2 separate regions of the Mus musculus genome follow, and region 2 is linked to region 1. Evidence: chromatin contacts called from public Hi-C data. All regions are on one chromosome and are shown on one strand. The core of a region is the stretch at or near the end of the contact, and the rest is flanking DNA. Distances in the headings are between cores, read along the strand shown.

Region 1 (5,606 bases), core at 1,269-3,768:
GACGGGCATCAGTCATGTGGTGGTTCAGTGCTGACCCAGCTTCAGATTCACGGCTGCTGTCAGCTGTGCCTTGTGCTGTGGGAGAGTCACTCCAGCCTGTCTGGAGGAGGCAGCTGTTGTAAATTACAAGTGCAGATCCAGAGGATAATTCTTGGCTTTCAGCATGCTGCGGAGGCTTCAGCAATTAATTTCCTCTGTTCTTTGCGTAGCCAAGGATTCTCCACATTATTCATCTCTTTGGGCAAAAGCCATTGGTAGCTGCTGAGTTATTTTCTCATTAGGCTTATGATAGGAATTACCTGATTGTGGATGGCTTGTTCTTGTAGTTCATTTTGCAGGTGCGTTCTGACTAGGCATGGCCTCAGCAGAAATGCAATCAGCCTTAAGCTCACAAGGCAGAGTTCAGGGACACATTTCCATTTGACCTGAAAGTACCTGCATGGCACTTTTAAATCTGCAGGCACAACTTGCTGATGCCTTAACCTCTGGGGGTGGGGGAGTCGCTGGCCTCCCTGTGTGCACCTGGCAAGGCCCAAGTAGCGTCATTACAGGCCTAAACCTGGGCTCTTGTTTCCAACACCTCTCTATACTTTGATGAGAAAACATGAAGCGAGCAAGAACACCAGCTTGTCTCACTGGGGACAGAATGGGGTAGGAACCCGTCCTGGGTCCTCCGAACTGTGGGTGGGAGTCAGAAGCTTGGAGTTCCAAGTCTCAGATGCTTGGAGAGAACCCATTTAGCAAGATCTCCCCAGGACATATTTGATTTTGTTTCTCTGCCTGTGGAGGGATGATGAAATCACAGCCCTTACACTGCTCCTGATTAGCAGTGCCCACACTGCTGAGTTAGAAGACATAAGAATCGGAACTTTGTGGTCTCATGGAAACCCATAGGTAGGACCAAGAACAGGAGCCATGTTCAGATGGCCAGCATGCTGCCTGGTTGGTTCCTGGGAGGCTGGCCTGGGCATCCCGCATCCTCGGCATAGGAACCAGGATGCTCCAGCTTCCTGACAAATATGCAAGAAGTAGTTCAAAGGGATACTGTGAATAGGTCAGGCTGGTCTTCAGTGTTCTTAGTTGTCTTTGCACCTAGGAACTTAACTTATGTGGTTCCATCCATTCTTGGTACTACTCCCAGTACAGAGTGAATACTTCATATTTGATGGATGGACAGACGGACGGACAAAGGTCGTGAAGCCCTCATGTTAAGCCACACTTTTTGTGAAACAGCTCAATTTGCTTTTCTTCCTTGTTTTGTTTCAGGAGCAAAATTTTCTCATAAACGGTTCCCTGTAATGTAATCTGAACTACTCATTCTCTTTGAGTGAGGTGAAATGGTAGGCAATGAATAATTTAATGTACTATCCTCAAAGAGTTATGTACAGTTTAACAAGTGACAGGCACCTGGAGACAATAATAACACGCTCAGAGCCTGAGTGGTGGTTCGCAGTTGTGAGTGACTGTCCTCTGAGCCCAAAAACCATCATCGTGGGGAGTTCACTTGTGTCCTCTTGCAGATGGTTCACCTCAACTGGGCTTGCTGACTACTTATATCTTCCATGGAGGGATGGGGAGAATCAAAAGACCCTCACCTAAGTATATAGATGTTCCATAACACTTGCTATGCAACTCTGGCCTAGTTGCATGTGGTCTCAGAGCAGGGCTAGAGCATATAGTGGTGTCGATTAGGAGAGGGGAAGATTTGGGAAAGCCTTAGTCCTTAAAGCTGGTTAAAGGGCTTCCATAGTTGGCTAATGCAGGAAGGTAATGAATAGGTAATGACCGTGATAGCACTCATATCCCTGTAACTACTTACCTTTGCGCTGTACTGAAGGCTAATGTACCCATTGCTTTCCCAGGGTGAGCTATATGATCCCTTTGACAGTATGATCCCTTAGTTTGTCTTTGAAACTTTAGGAGAAGGGGGTAGATGTTGCCAAGGTTGCTCCCCACCCGGAAGGAGTTTTAACAAAACTCATGACTGAATCCTAGTATTCAAAAGGGTGAGGCAAGAGGATTGCTGGAAGTTTCATCCCAGCCAGAACAAGCACTGTTTAAAGAAAAAACAAATCATATTTAAATGGAAGTTTAAGTGGATCATAAGGCCCCATTTTGAGAAAGTGGGGCTGCTTCTGCCTTTAGCACAGTACTCAGCTACCTTCTACACATTTGGTATCACCCCCCCCCCAACCCCTGATGAAACTGCAGATGATTTGAAAAGATGATCAATCTTTAAAGTACCCGAGATGCTCTGGGGCAGCGTCTCATGACTCAGTACAGGACACTTGTCAAGAAATCCCAGCCTGGTCCCTGACAGTGTCACAACCGTAGGGAGCAGAAAGCTGGAAAGCACAGGCAGGTTCACTGCTGCCTGCTTTTCAGAATTTTCCCCATCAAACAAAGCGTGTGTGGGCCTAATGAGTCTTGAAAATAATTTGTAGCTCTGACAACCTCTTTTTATGGCAGGCATGTGTTGAACATGAAGTCATAGCCGTCAGGTCTTCAGTGGGAGGGAATGAGGAGGAGACAGCTCTCTCTTGGCAGAGGTGGGGCGGAGAGCTGTGTGCTCCTAAGACAGCTTGCCCAAGGTCATTCAGCAAGTTGGCAAATGGCACCTCCTCCTTCCCAGGCCAGCTTGTCAAAGTCCTGCACACCCATCTCCCGCTGCGGGAGGCAGAGTGTGCTGGAGTCTGTCTTCTTGCTGGGGCTGCAGGGAATGTGGGCTCAGCAGTCTGGTTTGCAGAGGCTCAGAATCCAGTGGCAGGCATTTGTTGCAGGTATGTGCTGAGTGGTCTTATATCACCCTCTGCATTTGGAGCATTCAGCATATAGCCACACAATTAATTCATTAAAAAAAATGAAAAAAAAAAACCACTTGCAGGTCACCTTTAAAACAAAGGAAGAAGCAATTTTGAATTTAGCAATTTTTCATTTTTGACATCTAGTACCACCTCAAGCTCTGCAGTTACAAATAGTGCTGTTGGGGAACGGGCTCTTTTATACACATCTGAAGAGAGAAGGGCTATACATTATGAATGGAACAAGAATAGAAGAATTGGCTGTGTGGTGCAAGATATTCTGAGTACATTAATCAGCCCATCTCTTTAAGAACGAGAATCATTTTTAAAAGGGAGTATGAAATAGAAGGCAAACAATCGGTGCAGTGCAACTCTGGTTGATGCACAGTGGACATATAAGGGCAAAGGGAAGACAAGAAGATACCCAGAACAAGGCGTTTAAGAGGTTGTTCCTTGGGATACAGTAAGGCAAGGAAAGGAGAGAGTTTGGAAGAAGCACCAAGATGGCATTGGATCCTATGTGTAGTCCCGCAGTGCTTGGCATATTGACAGGCTTATTTCACGTACAGAAAGTAGGTGCCCTGCCCTGTGTCATCCCAGCCATGACTCACATTCTAAGAGGAAGAGAGGCACCTATTCAATTAGCTCCATTTGGATTTGCTAAGCAGAAGCAAATATGAATGCTTACCATGTATGGCAAGCATTGCAAAAAGAAGGGGTGGTATCCTGAGAAGTTCTGTTATTGTGTGATATCATCGACTGAACTTTACACCTGAAGAGGACTATGACTTCCCTAACTGAGCTTAGAATGAATGGATTTTCAGTGTATGTGTGTCTTGTCTTTGATCAAAGTATTGCTATGTGGTTCTAGACTGTAATAAAAAACACTGTTAGTGATAGCTTAACTAAGTTGAGGTTTTCCTTGCATACAGCAAGTCTAGATAGTCTAGGAATCTACCATGAGTTTAATGCCTCAGTGACATGGATCTTGCAACTCTAATTCTTTTGGGACTCTCCCTCTGCATTTCAAGATGGCAGCTAGAGATCCAGGAATAACTTTCATTTTAAGGGTGAAGAGGAAATAACAAGGATTATTCATTAAGGAAGAAGCAAAACACCGGGCAGTGGTGGCGCACACCTTTAATCCCAGCACTTGGGAGGCAGAGGCAGGCAGATTTCTGAGTTCAAGGCCAGCCTGGTCTACAGAGTGAGTTCCAGGACAGCCAAAGTTACACAGAGAAACCCTGTCTCAAAAAGCAAACATACACCAAACAACAACAACAACAACAAAACAAAAAAAAAGGAACAAGCAAAACAATATAAAACAAAACAAAACAACAATAACAAAAAAGCAAACTCTTTCTCTAAGTTTAAAGAACCAATTCTATTGCTGTCCTATAGACCAAAGCAGTCAAATGCTACCTCTTGCCCAGCCACAAGAGAAGTAATGCAGTTGAGAAGGTAGCATTTCTGGTCTCTCTGCTCATTTGTCAGCCTTGATTCCTATACCAGGAGCCAGTAGCTAAGTCACCCATGGGCTCATTGGCTCTGCCAGCAGTGGATAAACCAAAAGAAGCAGGAGAGAAAGAGCAGGCGAGGCTGTCTGTCCCTGCTCTGTCCCTAAATGGAGGCAGGGGGTGGCTTTTTGAGTATTGTCTAGGTTGCTGGCTATTGGCTGTTAGCTGCTAGCCCCCATAGGTACTTCAGTGCTCTGTTGGCTTTCTCTATGTTCTTTGGGGATCCTGATTGATCTTGGCATAGGAGTTCTTTTAACCACCAGCATTCTCTGCTCCAGATACCCAATTCTCTGAAAATGAGAGATGCTAGGTGGGCTTAAAGTGGGTCAGATAGCTGCCTGCCTTTAAAGCATATCTAATACTTGTATAGTTGTGTCAACTAGGGCAAATTCTTGGGACTTTAAAGTAGAAGTCTTCAAGAATGTTGGATACTTGCTTAAAGTTGTGCTTTAATATCACTTGAATCTTATAAAACAGAGAAATACATTCTGATGTTTATCTTCCATCTGAGGATAGGAAATTCATGCAAGGTTGCACAGAAATTAATGGGACTGGAGTTTGGGCTGAGTTTCTGCCACTGCTCAATGAGCAGGAAGTTTGCTGACACTGAGAAGTATCTTTGGCCTGCATGTTGCCTGTTTCTTGTATTCATGCATTTGTCTTTCATCACTCCAGACCTTTGATTCCATGAGGGTTTAAGTCTCTAGGCCATAATTTTGCCCAGGACTTTACATCTTGATTCTTAGTCCTTATCTATAGAAGTTGTCTTGAGATCATTGGCTCTGGAGTTGATCTTTGGTAGAACACAGCTTTGTTTTCTTGTGGGCTTTTTAAAAATACTTAGACAGTTTTCCGTGGTATTTGTTTTAGGGAATAGGAACAACCCTCTGTCTAGTCTATAGTTTCCATCCCCTCTTTTTGCTTTTTTGCTCTCTAGTTGCCCTAGTCCTGCAGGGCAAGAATGACCCCACATGCAGATGGGAACAGCTAGCTCTTTAATGAGCATTGGGGGTGAACTTGGAGCTCATTGGTAATAACAGGCGAGTTGGGGGGGGGTGAGTTTCTTGGTCCATTTCTTGCTGATGTTAAAATAATATGGGTGTACTATGGCAGGGAGGCAGCCCCTACAGCCTGCAGTGGTGTGGTCTCCCTATGAAGCATAAAACACTTCAGCTGAGGGCACTATGACCTTCTTACTTTGTCCTGAAGTTCTTTCCCTTCTGTGCTGTGGCCTGCTCACAGGTTTGTTGTAGAGATCATTTCTCCTCTCCTATCCCCAACACCAACC
Region 2 (5,606 bases), core at 1,687-4,186, 160 kb before region 1:
GATAATAAGACCTTGATTTACCCAAGCAGAGAAATTGTCTTGCATAGATGCATAGACCAGGGTTTCTTACCCTCTCCATGAGCATCACTTTGGAGTGGAATTTCTTGTGTTGGCTTCTAGTCTATGGATTATGATCTATTTAAAAGCACCTGCCCTCACAACTCCAGCCTCTGTAGTTTGATGTCAGTGGCATATTTCCAGATGTGATGAAAACATCTCTGGACTGTGACAAAGTTGTCGCTGGGCTGGTTGAGCCTCACTGGTTTCATGAGGGTGGCTGGTGAAGTCAGCACTTTACTTCATATCCTCTCTAACGGTGTCCTTGGATTTAAAGCTGAGTGGCTGGGTGCTGGGGATGTAGCTCAGTGGTAGGGAACTTGCCTAGGATGTGCCAGGCCCTGGATTCTGCCCTCAGAACCCTAAAATCAAACACAAACCAAAAAAATAAACAAACAAACAAAAAAACAAACAAAAAACCAAAAAACAACAACAACAAAAAAACCACACTAATAGTGTCTTTATTCTCTGCTTCTGGGGTAGCAGGCTTATTCTAAGACAAGAGTGCCTGTGTTTTAAGTAACACTTCTTGTGATTCTTACATTCTGGACATCCCATCATAAAACACAAGCCCGAAAGGCACACACCAAATATACTGCACTTCCTGATTGCCAGGGAGGGAGCGCGTTCTTGCTCCTCCTCTCCTGGATCCATGCAATAATTAGCCAAAGTAAAATGAATATTAGCCCATGCTTAGCTGCCTTACTGTGAGCTTGCCAGCACTGACCCAGTAGTGCTAAACCAATTATTTTTTGAACTTTATGGCTTTAAATAATCCCTTGCTCTAAAATTCCCTGTACCCCTCAGCTACTTAACCACAGGCCCCTCTGCCCTAAATCCTTTTCTTATACTTTGTAGCTTTTTAAGCAAGGCCCCTCTTTAAGAAGACATAATCCCTTCTCTGTAGAAAACATGAAAGACCTTGAACAAATCAAGATTTCTCCATGGAGAATTCAGTTAATCCTGCGCTTATTGCCTAACAAGGAAATCCATCTCTCCACCAAGCACGCCATTACCCGGACTAATGCCTGACTTGAATAACAAGCAAATTATTGTGCTTTTAATTGTACCCTGCCTGGTCACGAAGCACATCTGAGAGAGGGATGTGGCATCTCTTCCCGAGAAACAGGTCAAGCCTCTAATCCTCCTTTTCTTTTTGCCTTCCCCTCCCCCTCCAACCCTTTCTCTTCCCAGCAGCAGAAGGGGGGAAAAAGACAGCTAAATTATGTTTAAAATGGAAGAGCTAAAGAAGAAAAAAAGGCAGTAAATACTGACTTGGGAGAAGGAGAATTATCCTCTGTCTCTGCGGTGTGGCTCATTTGAGAACAATCAATGTTATCATAACCCCATTACCAGAGGGCGATCTCTCTCTCTCTCTCTCTCTCTCTCTCTCTCTCTCTCTCTCTCTCTCCCTCTCCCTCTCCCTCTCCCTCTCCCTCTCCCTCTCCCTCTCCCTCCCCCTCCCTCCCCCTCCCCCTTTTCTAAACCAGACTCCTAGTGCATCTGTGCTATTGACAGTTTGGGCTGGATAACTCTCTGCTGTGTGTGTTAGTGGTGGGTCTCTCCTGAATGCTGTAGAACGCTCAACACCTTGTCAAGTTGTGTCAATCCAAAATGTTCCAATATGATAACAAAGACTCTTGGATGTCATGCCAGTCACCCTGATTGAGAGTCACAAACCAAACCCAACATATTGCGATGGACTGGTTGTATATGATCGTCCATCTCTACACAAACGCTAATCAAATCAGGATTTTTTTAAAACTGGAAACCAGGGAGGCAATCATGTCCTTCATGTATGTAGAACAGAATGAAATAAAAGGCAGCCGAAGCATTTGTTGTCAGGAATAGGGGAGTTGCTTGTTTCAGGATCCAGGATGCAAAAAGACTTGGCATTTGATCCTCAGTGCACAGACAAGTGTCTCTGAATGCAGGAAGCTTTTGAATGCCCCTCCCCATCTTGCAGTCTTAGAAACTGGGCTTGTTTTGGGTGGGAGAAGGATGATATGAAGGTTTACAGCGTAAGAACCATTACCCAGAAGTGCTGATACCCAAGATAGTTGAGGTCGGATGGAGAAGTGGTGAGCCTCAAGCTCTTTCAGACAATGCCAGCCAACCATCCTGAGACCTGGAAACCAGCATCACGGAAAGCGCCCCACAGCGGAAGTATTAGTCACGCGCTGCACTGCACTTAGAGTTGCAACCTTAGAGGAAAACGCCGTCTTACTCCGAGGTACAAAGAATCAGCTTATTTTTAGAACTTACTAGAAGCTTTGTTGTCTGTCCTTTAGTGGCCTCGAGCAAATATGGGAGAGAAAGGCATTGCCGTTAACCTCCGTGACCAATAGATGGCGGTGTATCTCTTCCTGAGAAGCCAGGCTTGGCAGCAGCTGGTAAGACCTCCTTAAGCTAAGGAAGACAAGTGCCACTCGGTGTCCTCTGGAAGACAGGCATTTCCTCCCATTGTTGGCACAAACAGCTCCAAACAATTGTACTGACCACACACCTTCAAGCCACATTCCGGGGTGCTGCTGGCTGCCCTGGAGTGAATGCCAGGAAAACGAACCAAGCTGCTAATTTGCTTGATTGGGGGGCGGGGGGGGGGGGGAGGGGGGGAGAAGGAGCGGGAGAAGGAGGGGGAGAGGAAGATCTTGAGTAACAATGGGCATGATTTATTTTTCCAACACGAATAGGGGCAATGCTATTTTAGCCCCTCTTCCAACTGCTGAAGTAAATGAAAGCAGCCACCTAATTAGCCGGAATCACTAGCTAGCAGAGGAAAAATTTCTGCTGCGACTCAGGCTGGGGTGGGGAGTTGGGAGAACCGGGTGTGATGTTGGAGGAGGAGAATGGGTGGGAAGGAAAAGGAGGCCAGGCGAACAGAAGGCTTTTGTAGAGCCCCTGGCTGCCTGCAGTCTGTGGGCTGAGCTGGCCCCGACCCTGAGAGAACAAGGGAGCTGTGGTTCTTCACATTCATCTTCTGCAGGCGGAAAAAGCATCTGCTGCAAGACCGGTCTCTGAGTTGATTTTTAAAGTGCTACCGGTGTAGATGAATTAGCTTGGGAAAGAGAGTCCAGCCCTGTGTCGTCTGGCTGACCTGCTGGTGGGCTGTACCAGGACCCCGCAGGAAGGCTCTCTGATGCACCATTAGGGACATTTCAGGCTGATCTGAGACCAAATTTGGCTGTTGGTCAGGAATGAAACAAATACCTAGTTATAGACTGATCCTGACTAATTGTCCTTCTCTAGCAGGACATATGCGCCATCCCTACAAGGGCAGTATCAGGAACTATCAGCACAACAATGGGCAGGTAGGCGCTGTTGAAATCTTCCACTTCACGAACTGAAGTGCTAATTTATTTGTTCAGGGATGACTTTGGTTTTTTAGTTCGATATCACTCTAATTGAAATACTTCACTAATGCGATTTATCCCAACTGTAAACTGTCAGTTCCCACAGCTGTTGCCTTTTTTCAAGCAATCTGGCAAATGTGTACGGCTAAAAACACAACCTTAGGAGATTGAGAAGGAGCCTGCACAATTTTCTTCCCCCCCCCCTCAGCTGGCCCACATCACCCCTCCCCCCCCAGCCCCGCCCCTGAAAACCTTTGAAACCACACGCTCCTTTTCCATAGCCACACCCACTTCGATTTTGGACAGATCTGCTGTGTTTGGCTGATCAATGTCTGTCCTTCGTCTTCTAGACTTGTACCTGGTTTTCCTCAGGGGACATGTGTCTTTAGTGAGGTGGACTTTGGTCTTCTGTGCTGGGGTGGTGGACATGTTATCCAGATGTAATAAAAATCTTTATATTTCCACCTATTTTGGGCTCCTGATGGAGGGTCTTGCTCAAATTAGCAAAGCAACAGCCATAAAACCGAAAGGAGACCCAGTTAACTTTGAATTTTAGATAAACGATTATGTTCTTTTATTAAAGTGTATCTGAGATATTATATGGAACACACACACACACACATACACACACACACAAACCTGTTGTCTATCTGGAATTTAAGTGTAACGAAACACTGTATATTCTGCCCCATGATGCTATTTCTTCCTAAAGAAGTATTTGACCTAAATTGGTCAAACTAGAATCAGACTAGGACTTTTACAATAGCTTTAGAAAAAAATATGCTTAAATAAACTCAAGAAAAATCAGTTGAGCTACTGAAGAGGGAGGACCTGTGCTATGACTGTTAGTGGCTATTTCTCCTACTGTGTGGCAGCCAATGCCATGAAGGACAACCATGTCTCACTTGACCAGGTGGGTGAGCTGCTATTGAAGCTGGCCCTGTGCTCAGAGAAGAGAAGGTGACAATGGCTATATAGAATCACAGCTTTCTGCCTCTTGAAATAAGCCAATAAAATGTCAACCCTGGGTTGTGCCCACTGGGCACAGCTGTTTAGTCAAGAGAGTGTTGAATGGATGTCAGACAGTGCAAATAGCTGATGCCAACAGAACCCTTCTATTATTGCTCCTTCCTTCCTTCCTTCCTTCCCTCCTTCCTTCCTTCCTTCCTTCCTTCCTTCCTTCCTTCCTTCCCTCCTTCCCTCCTTCCTTCCTTCCTCCCTCCCTTCCTTCCTTCCTTCCTTCCTTCCTTCCTTCCTTCCTTCCTTCCCTCCTTCCTTCCTTCCTTCCTTCCCTCCTTCCCTCCTTCCCTCCTTCCTTCCTCCCTCCCTTCCTTCCTTCCTTCCTTCCTTCCTTCCTTCCTTCCTCCCTCCTTTCCTTCCTTCCTTCCTTCCTTCCCTCCTTCCCTCCTTCCCTCCTTCCCTCCTCCCTTCCTCCCTTCCTCCCTTCCTCCCTTCCTTCCTTCCTTCCTTCCTTCCTTCCTTCCTTCCTTCCTTCCCTCCTTCCCTCCTTCCTTCCTTCCTTCCTCCCTTCCTTCCTTCCTTCCTTCCTTCCTTCCTTCCTTCCTTCCTTCCTTCCTTCCTTCCTTCCCTCCTTCCCTCCTTCCTTCCTCCCTTCCTTCCTTCCTTCCTTCCTTCCTTCCTTCCTTCCTTCCTTCCTCCCTCCCTCCCTCCCTCCCTCCCTCCCTCCCTCCCTCCCTCCCTTCCTTCCTTCCTTCCTTCCTTCCTTCCTTCCTTCCTTTCTGTGAGCCTTAGTTCTTCCTCAGGACAGTGAATGGAAACGAGGGGGAGCTATGCTTGTGAATGAATTTGAGACTTGAATTTCCTGCCTCTCCCTTGCTTGTTTGTATGACGTTGGAGTCATCGTGGCTTTTACAAAGTTAAAATTTGAGGTCTGAAAGCCAGTTAAGAAGCAGCCCTTCCCGACAAAATGGGTTCAAAGACCCATGGGATAGAAACATCTGTCACAGGACCTCCAGTAGGCAGCCCGAGAGACCTTCTCCCTTCAGGAATGTGCTGCATCCTTAGTCCTGGAAACATGACGGGGTGGTAAGATGATGCAGAAAGAACAGAAAGGATAGGCACGGGGACAGAGAAAAGCTGGGGTCGAGTGGGCCATGTGCCCTCTGGAAGAGTGATGCTTACAATGACAATGAACGTGCTGAGCCCCCAGTGCTTTTACACGTTGTATATCACACA

The links. Hi-C and Micro-C count contacts between places; a contact is called where the count stands out from the background.
Region 2: a Hi-C map of cerebral cortex shows a contact between it and region 1, with 4 times the contacts expected there. A contact is called at or near these places in 1 of 39 promoter capture datasets (hippocampal neurons), 25 of 484 Hi-C or Micro-C datasets (the HL-1 cell line, the HPC-7 cell line, LSK cells and 12 more), 1 of 130 datasets of targeted methods (neural progenitor cells) and 1 of 9 other capture datasets (embryonic stem cells).

Annotation. Positions count from the first base shown.
Region 1 is chr19:15,641,998-15,647,603 of GRCm38.p6, reverse strand. All of the region lies in intron 1 of Gm46665 (a long non-coding RNA gene), which reads right to left. Among named protein-coding and RNA genes, the nearest start is that of Gm46665, 4.9 kb to the right of the region's middle.
Region 2 is chr19:15,798,846-15,804,451 of GRCm38.p6, reverse strand. No RefSeq gene overlaps it. Among named protein-coding and RNA genes, the nearest start is that of Gm24319, 120 kb to the right of the region's middle.